Regions from separate parts of the Mus musculus genome. Here region 2 is linked to region 1. A link is a contact called in public promoter capture Hi-C data. All regions are on one chromosome and are shown on one strand. The core of a region is the stretch at or near the end of the contact, and the rest is flanking DNA. Distances in the headings are between cores, read along the strand shown.

Region 1 (4,368 bases), core at 1,219-3,718:
CTCTGTTGATATTAAGTCCCCCCCCCTCCCATCTTCTGAAGAGTCCAGGGCTTTTCGAATAGAGGGCAGAGAGAATGGACTCATGGGAAGCCCTTATGCCCCAACACCCAGCACGCTTGTCACTGAACATCACATATAGACTGTTGAGCATAAAATTCACCTCTCCAGTCACTGATAAAAATCGCTACAGACGATCCCAGGGTTCAAAGGAGGTTTCGTGTGTGCTCTCAAGAGCCTACCCTGTGACCCTGAAGAGCAGTGCCCGTCTCTCGGTTCCTTCTGCTCTTTTGGAAGTGGAGCTCATCATGGTTGTTTAATATAGAAAGTCATTCACTGATCTCTCCCCATGACCCCACCATCACCCTTCGAGGACCAATTTCCCACTCTCTCACTTCTCTTCTCCCTGCCCACCTCTCTTCTCTATGAGCCCTCTCCTTCTCTTACTGGTCCTTACACACTGTACTTAGCCACAAGAAGTCAGCTAGAACAAAATTTACTTCTAGAGGCTATATTTTGAGAGTACTGGGCAACTCTTGAGAAACCGGACAGAAGAACCACCCTAGATTTCTCGTTTCAAATGCTACACCAGGGTGAGCTGAGCCCATCCCCACACCATGCCCCTTTCTAACACTCTTCCCTCCTGAAGTTAACTTAAATAAGAAAATAACACTTGATCTCTTCCCCTTCTAAAATAATGCAACCCAGTTTCTAATGTTAAGTTGCTCCCTGCTTTCCCAAGCCCTCCAACAGCAGAGACAGGCTCTTGGAACCAACCAACCCTCCTGCCTTTTTGGGGGGTGTGGGGGTACATTGGTGCACACAGCTCTTCTTCCCTCTGCTAGCCACCAACACAATAAAACTGCCCTGGCAATGGGTGTAAAAGGACACCTTTAAGATTTGGTCCTGTCTTAAAATGTGCCTATTGGCAGAGAACCGAGAATCTGGATCAGAATCTGGGAGTGTGAACAGCGCCCGGGGAGATGCTCCCAAATGGAGCCAGCAAGGGAAATATTTTCTCAATATTGCAGTCCTCCAGCAAGAATTCTTATCATAGATAAGGGTGCAGTCTAGTGGCAAAATTCATGAAATGCAGCCCCTTTTTCTAAAAGAACAGAGCAAGGGAAGAAGAGAGTTGGAGAAAGGGCAAAAGCCCTGCCCCCAAGAACTCCCCAGAGACCATCACTTGATCATGTCTTTTCTTACCTGTGGTGGGCAGTCTACAGACCACCTATCATGTCAAATTAATTTTTAAAACAAACAAAAAAAGCTAAAGCCATCATATTCCTTCTTTCAAAAATTAGGTTTTCTTTCATTTTCCTAAGGGAAGAATGGTCCCTAGTGCTGACTAGCGATCTGGGGCTTCCTGTGGCATGGTGAGGATTTCTCACGTGCAGGCTCCAGGATGCTACCTTGGTACATATTAACCCTTAAACAAGGTCTCCTGCAGCGAGGTACCTGCTCACTCCAGGATCTGCCTACCCCACAGAAATGCCTCATTGTCAACCCAAGAAGGTTATCACTTTATCCTACCTTCCTTCCATTTAAAAGGACATTTAAGGTGTCCATGAGGACACCAGATAAAACTGACAACCCACAGCATTTCCTCCAGGGTCTCAGTCACTACTCCCAACAAAGCTGGGGAGGGGGGTGGGGTGGAGGGCGTTATCCCTTCTTGAAAGTGCACATAGCACGCTCACACTCAGAGAGAGAGAGAGAGAGAGAGAGAGAGAGAGAGAGAGAGAGAGAGAGAGAGAGATTCCCTGGTCATCTATATAGGTGAAGGAAAATGACCACTGGCTTTAACTAAAATCAGTACCCCACCAGAACAATAATGACAAGCCCTTGCCATAATCCCTCTGCCCCTTTTAATGGGGGAGGGGTCTACACACGCGCCCGCACTCCTTTTCTCTTTAAATTTATCTCAATGCCCCTCACCAGCTACTGTACACTACTTGTCCTCCAAACACAAACACACAGACAGACAAACCTTCAGTGGTCTCTTAGACACTTTTTTTTCTAAAGTTGGAAAGGACTTCTTGGGCAGGGTATACACGGCTAATAAGAAAATGTGACTCCTAACAGCCAGTGTCCGGGCTAGTTGTCGGAAAACAGACTCGCTCCATTGTATTCACCCAGCTTCTGAAGAGTACTGCCATCCACTCCTCCCTCCACCTTCTCCCTACTCTCCTCTGTAGCTCGCCTGTCTTCGCCCCCCCCCCAAAGCCCTTTCCGTACATTCCGTGAGGAGGAGGGCTCTGTGTAGGGAGCGAAGGGGAGCCCCCGTGTCTAGAAGGCCTCTCTTCCCCACCCCCACCCCGTGTGAGTTTGCGCTGCAAAGCTCCTTGGCATCCTTGCATGGGTTGGGTGTTGGGGAGCTCAAATTGCAGCTACAACTGGCTGGCAGCCAGGGGCCGTCTATTTAAAAGCGCCTGCTCGACCAGAGCCCGCAGTCTCTTTGGAAACTTCTAAAAGAGCTAGGAAAGAGCTGCAAAGCTGTTTGGGCTTTTTTCCCCCTTTTTGTTCCTTTTTGTTACCCCCCCCCTCGGTCTGCACCCTTCTCCGGACTTCACGCAGAACCTGCGGGTTTCGAAGAGGTGGTGACAGAGCAGGTGTTGGGGTCCAGGTTTGGTGAGGTCTGGGTTTTTGCCCTTTTTCCCCCCTCGATTTCAACATTTTCCCGATCTTGTTGTCAGCCGCCGACGCCTCTTACCTGTTCTGCGGCAGCAGCGCAGCTGGCCGCTGAGACCGAGCGGAGTGGGGTTGCGTTTTAGATTTTAAGCAAAGGGGGGAAAATTAAGCCCAATCCATTTTTTTCTTCACCTCCTCCCTTTTCAAGGCCTCCAAGCTAATTATTTCTGTTGCTTTGGAGTGAGCAATTCTGTGGTTCTCTCCACCACCACCCCCAATTCTGACCCGATCCCGCCTGGGGGTTTCTACGGTCTCCGCTCGCTCTGCGTGCACCTGGCGCGCCTCTTTTTTTCACCCCCAACCTGTTGCAAGTCTTTAATCCTCGCAATTGGGACTTGCGTGCAGGCATCTGAATCCTCCTTGCCTCATATTTTGCAAGTGTTTGGGGGAGAGCACCTGCTCTACCTGCAAGAGATTTAAAAGGAAAAAAATCTCCAGGCTCCCTCTTTCTCCACACACTCTCGCTCTCCTGCCCCGCCCCGAGGTAAAGCCAGACTCCGAGAAAATGGTGATCAGCGTGGTCCTCCTGCTGCTGGCCGCCTATGCCGTACCGGCTCAAGGCCTGGGTTCTTTCGTGCACTGTGAACCCTGCGACGAGAAAGCTCTGTCCATGTGTCCCCCCAGCCCTCTGGGCTGTGAGCTGGTCAAAGAGCCCGGCTGTGGCTGCTGCATGACTTGCGCCCTGGCGGAGGGACAGTCGTGTGGCGTCTACACGGAGCGCTGCGCCCAGGGTTTGCGCTGCCTCCCCCGGCAGGATGAGGAGAAGCCGCTGCACGCCCTGCTGCACGGCCGCGGGGTTTGCCTCAACGAAAAGAGCTACGGCGAGCAAACCAAGATAGGTGAGCGCTACTGGGGTTTCAGTTGCACGGCACAGGAGCTGGGGAGGGAGGCACCTTGGATGGGTGGGGACCGGGGACCGATTGGGAACCCGCGCGCTTTGCGCGCGCAGCAAGTGGCTTAGACCCTAGTAGCTCCTGAGAGTAGATGGGGTGGGTCCTTGCACCTCACACTTGAATCCCTGGCAGAGCAAGCTATCCTAGGCGGCTGTCTAACCGTCTCTACCAGTTTACACTTCATCTCCACCCCAACCCGACCCTCCCCCACTCCTAACTCGTGGCAATTCTGACTCTGAGCTCCTTTTGAGTCTCAAAGTCCAAATCCCAAGAGAATCCTCTCTGAAAAAGAACAGGTTAAATTATCAACTCCCTTCTCCACCCCAACCCCGTACTTTTCTCCCTAAACTTTAGAAAATCCTTTCTGTTAAAAGGTCATTTTAATTGGAATCTGAAGATGCGTTCCATCTTTAAAGCTAATTCTACCTTGATCCCTCCAAGCCTCACCCCTCCGCCCCCATCTCAGTGCCTCTAAATTTATCTCTCACTCTATTCCTATTTGCTCAGGAGCGCGCGCGCGCGCGTACGCGCGTACATCCCCCCCCCCCACTTGACAACTAATGTCTTTTGGGTGGAGGTATTGAGAGCTCACCCACACGTACACTTGCTGCTTTTGAATTGATATGATTGATTATGATCGATGAAACATATTAGACTGTAAAACGTCTCTCTTTTTTCCTCCCAGGAAGAGAAAGAATACTTCGGGAGGGCTGGGGTAGGGCGTGGGGTATGAGCTGAAAGAGTTTGGTGTTCTGTGCTGAATGTTCGTCCCTGAATCTAATGGTTT
Region 2 (4,368 bases), core at 1,115-3,614, 1.0 Mb before region 1:
ACATACTCTCCCAATTTAATACGTGTTTAGTGAGCACCTACTATGTGCCAGCACTGATTCTGTCATCAAGAAGCATTGGTGGTTTGTTCCTGCTGTGCCACATCGGTTCTATCAGAAAGGTCTGTTTCCGACACAATACAGCATTGTCGTCTACACAGTTCATACTTGAGAACCGTGTGGTCGAATGCAACAACAAAAACCAAGATGGCAGAAACCTGACAGTGGCCGATTGGGCACACCTGGATGGCACACAGTTAGACACGGCAGTACCACAGGCACCACGGAGTTTGCAAGTGGGTCAGGCAGGTCTGGGGAGAGCAGGGGTGGCCTGTCCCACAGTGGGAGTCCAGCCTTCTGGGTGAGCAGTGCGGAGGGTTGCAGCTGGCCCCATGCATCCCCCTGGTCGCAGCCTTTGTGCTGGAACTGGACATTCATCTGAAGGCCAGGCAGGACAGTGGTTAAAGGCACAGCTTGTGGTGTTTCCAGTGTGGCCTCCATTCCTACTAGCTGCCAGGCCTTCCTGTGTGCTTCTGCTTTCATACTTCAGTGTAGGGTACAGTACTTATAAAGGGTGGCTGTTGCAATGGAGTGATTTTACTTGTAAAACCATAACTGGGGCCTAGGGAGATGGCTCAGTGGGAAAGAGCACTCGCTAGGCAAGCTTGAGGACCCGAGTTCAAATCCCTAGGCCCCGCATAAAAAGCTGGGCATGGCTGTGTGGGCATGTAACTCCAGCATTGAGAGGGTCCTGAGAGCTTACTAACCAGACAGCCTAGCCAAAGTAGTGTTTTGTTTTTTTCCAGTGAGACACTGTGTATTGAAGGACTAAGGGGAGAGCCATAAAGGGAGAAACCTTATACACATCTCTGGCTTCCTCATGTGCTCATGGGGGAACACACTGGGGCACACATGCTATGCATCGTACACACACACCTACCTTACACCTCATCATAGTAATTTACAAAGTGAAAAACTGTAACTATTACCTACGCTCGGTATTTCTTTATTTGACCTCCTTTTCTCTCTCCTCGCTAGACTCTTAAGTCCCTGAGGGCACAGAGTGGTTTACCTTAAGCCCTAGGGCAGTGCCTGCCAGGTGGGGCACCCTCTCCTGGTGCACAGGGAATGGCTTAAGTCTGGAAACCTCATGGAGGCACTGTGGGAAGGAGAAGATGGAAACACAGACATGTGTACAGAAAAGCTGGGCACAGATGGGCTGCACAGGCTATGAGAGATGACCAGAGCAGCTACTGTAACAACTGGGAACTTCAGCATGTTTATTATGTATACTGGAGCGGGGCGGGGGGAGCACATGTTAGCTGTTGGCTAGTCTTGGTAGGAGGTTTCTGTGGGTGAGCAATCTCAGACCATAAAGGTTAGAAGTGTTTACAAACCATAGACCAGTGTGTGTGTGTGTGTGTGTGTGTGTGTGTGTGTGTGTGTGTGTCTGTGTGTCTGTGTGGTATGTATGTGTGTTTATGTGTATGTATGTGTGTGTGTCTGTATGTGTATGTGTTACTAGTAGAGGGTCTTGAGCATGACAAGCAAAACATTTTAAAAAGGCAGAGTGTGGGAAGGAGAACCCAGGAATGTGGATGTATGCGTACGGAGCACCCTAGAGGAGGGGCAGCAGCAGTGCTAAGGTTGCAGGTGGAGAGAGAGACTTTGGGGTGTGGGGCACTGCAGTTAGGAATGAGGGTCCAGGCTGGAGTGGAAACTGAGGCATAACCAGACACTATTTGGAGGGTGGCCTCCTTTCACAATGGTTTCCCTGAGCATCTGTGGGAAGGAGGGCAGGGGTGGGGATGCCTTTGAGACACAGTCGCTGTCACTGGAATAGATCTTTCTTATTGCGGTGACATCAGCAGGTGCCAGGAGGGACAGACAGGCTGTGTTTCCTAGTGCCAGGCTGCTGAGGCTAGGAACAGCAGAGCTCTGTTGCCACGGAGATAAGGGAATGAAGAGCAGGTAGGGCCTTGTAACTGTGAGGGCGATGTAATTCCAGGTGGCCTCAGAGTTCTGTGTGTGCTTGGTGGTGACACTGCCACCTGACCGCCCTTCCTCTTCTCCAGTTCCTCCTTGCCTCTCCTAACCCAGAATCCTAGACTGGATCTGGGAGGTGGTAGCTGGGCCAGGTAAGAAGATACTAGAGATGGGGTGCTGTTTTTAAAAATTAATGAATGAATGAATTGATTAATTAATCAATTCATTCATTCTTTTTTTAATCTCCATGGAGGCTTGCAACCTGTAAGAATGGCTGGCAAACTCCCACTTCCGTCCCTCCCGGCCCCAGCCCAGTCTCCGCATGCCAGCACCTCCATTTTTCATTTCCTGTCTGCTTCTCCCACGCTAGTCTCTGGGTCTGGATCCATGTTTCTCGTTCATGCGGGTCTCCCAGGCAACCTTCCTTAGTGCCCACTGGAAGAAGCATCAGTAGACCAAGCTAGCTACAGTTGCTGAGGGGGGGGAGTGGAAACCGCAGGACCGTCTCTTTCCAAGGATCTTCTGGAATGAGAAAGGATGGCTTTCAGAATGCGGAGAACATCTGGAATGATCAGACAGGGCTCAGTCTGAAGTCCTTTTCTCGTCTAGGCCCTCAAGTCCACGTTGGTTAACATTTTATAGCGTTTTCATGATCCCAAGGCGCCCTCCAGTGGCCAAATAGGAAGTTGCGGCTCTTCCAAGAGGAAGTAAAAGTGGGCAGTTGCTGAGCCAGCTTCACACCGCCCCCGCACCCCCCCCCCCCACTCAATTCCCAATTCCAACTTCAGCCTTCATGCTGGAGTCCACTGAGGTGGCAGGAGCCAGTGAGGAGCCCTGGATAGGCAGTCAATGACTGGGGGCTACTTATGGCCTCTTTACCATGAGTCTCTGGGTTGGCATCTCTGGTACTTCCTAGCCCAGCATTGCCTATAATATAAACTCACTTCCTGGATAGGCAAGGTCTGTCTGTCCATCCTCCTGCAGCCAGCCTACAGTTGGCCCTCTATGATTGAAGCTTTGGCTGGTCCACAGATCAGGGCAAGTAATTCTAGAAGGGCCATGAGGAGGTTGGGAGGGCTGGTTACCATCTCCAGGATGCACTTGGAGAATCCAGGCCTGGGATTGAGCTGCATAAGAAAACTTGACCTCGGTAGCAGCAGCTGGAAAAAAAACCCAAGACGGTACTGAGAAGCCAGCATCCTGCATCACCAGGCTCCGGAGGGTCTGTCGATGCTCTGGGTTCAAAAAGTGCACGAGTCGACAGGATGCTCAGGGAAGGAGAAGCTAAGGAGGCAGCTTGTGCAAGCTCAAGCTGATATCCACCAACCACCCAGTGGTGGCTTACTATCTAGTCACAGCAGGTTACCCTCCTTTAGAAACGCAGAGTGACTCTTTCACCTAGACTGAAAGGAACCAGTTTTCAGAGCTGCAGTGGCGTGGGAAGGGGGACAGTGCCCCCTTGTGGCAATATCTTGGTACTTCAACTCAGAAGAAGCCAGAAGATGAGATCTACTTCTGTCAGGCTCATTTGTGCACAGCATCTAGGAGCAGAGGGTAGGGCTCCCAGAGACACTGCCTTGTGACTCACTACAATAAGCGTGATTTCCTCTAGAGAGTCTTAGGGTCCAAGACAACTAATGAGAGCAGCAAAGGTCACATGCAGGTTCCTGGCATGATGCAACCCTGTGCCAGCATCCCAGGATGTGAGATGAACAGGGCATGGCCTGTGCCCTCCACCATCAATGCAGGAGTCAGAGAAGAACAACAGTGCCCTTGTCACACTGGGCATGCAATGTCCCGGCTGTTGTCATTTCTCCTTAAGTGTGGCTTCTGAACATCCCTGGGTTTTCTCCTCACCTCTATTAAGTCTTTTCTTTCAACTTATTGGTGCCACAACTGCGCTCAGGGTTATTATGCTAGAGAGGGTGAGGTGGCTAGGTGTCATATCTGGGTAGGATTTGTTTTCTTTCTTTTTTTAAAAAAGATTTTTATTAGATATTTTCTTTATTTACATTTCAAATGCTATCCCGAAAGTTCCCTATACCCTCCCCCCACCCTGCTCCCCTACCCACCCACTCCCACTTCTTGGCCCTGGCATTTCCCTGTACTGGAGCATATAAAGATTGCAAAACCTAGGGGCCTCTCTTCCCAATGATGGCCAACTAGGCCATCTTCTGCTACATATACAGCTAGAGACACGAGCTCTGGGGGTACTGGTTAGTTCATATTGTTGTTCCACCTATAGGGTTGCAGACCCCTTCAGCTCCTTGGGTAATTCTCTAGCTCCTCCATTGGGGGTCCTGTGTTCCATCCAATAGCTGACTGTGAGCATCCACTTCTGTGTATGCCAGGCACTGGCATAGCCTCCCAAGAGACAGCTATATC

The links. Promoter capture Hi-C pulls out the DNA fragments that hold promoters and counts their contacts.
Region 2: a contact with region 1 is called in a promoter capture Hi-C map of hippocampal neurons, with 8 times the contacts expected there. The contact joins the enhancer-like site here to the promoter of Igfbp5 in region 1. A contact is called at or near these places in 7 of 39 promoter capture datasets (the 3T3-L1 cell line, 3T3-L1-derived adipocytes, the C10 cell line and 3 more), 1 of 484 Hi-C or Micro-C datasets (cortical neurons), 4 of 115 datasets of contacts at active chromatin or transcription factors (astrocytes, embryonic forebrain, forebrain and 1 more) and 1 of 9 other capture datasets (adipose tissue).

What each region holds. Positions count from the first base shown.
Region 1 is chr1:72,872,965-72,877,332 of GRCm38.p6, reverse strand. It overlaps Igfbp5 (insulin-like growth factor binding protein 5), which reads left to right and starts at 2,468. Exons shown (of 4, transcript NM_010518.2): 1 at 2,468-3,527. The coding sequence starts at 3,194.
Region 2 is chr1:73,900,802-73,905,169 of GRCm38.p6, reverse strand. No RefSeq gene overlaps it. Among named protein-coding and RNA genes, the nearest start is that of 6030407O03Rik, 39 kb to the right of the region's middle. Within about 2 kb of position 2,364, at least 44 of the 459 cell types and tissues checked have an H3K27ac peak or open chromatin away from gene starts, as enhancers often do. A contact at or near this core is called in cortical neurons, hippocampal neurons and stem cell-derived neural progenitor cells, where this site is marked.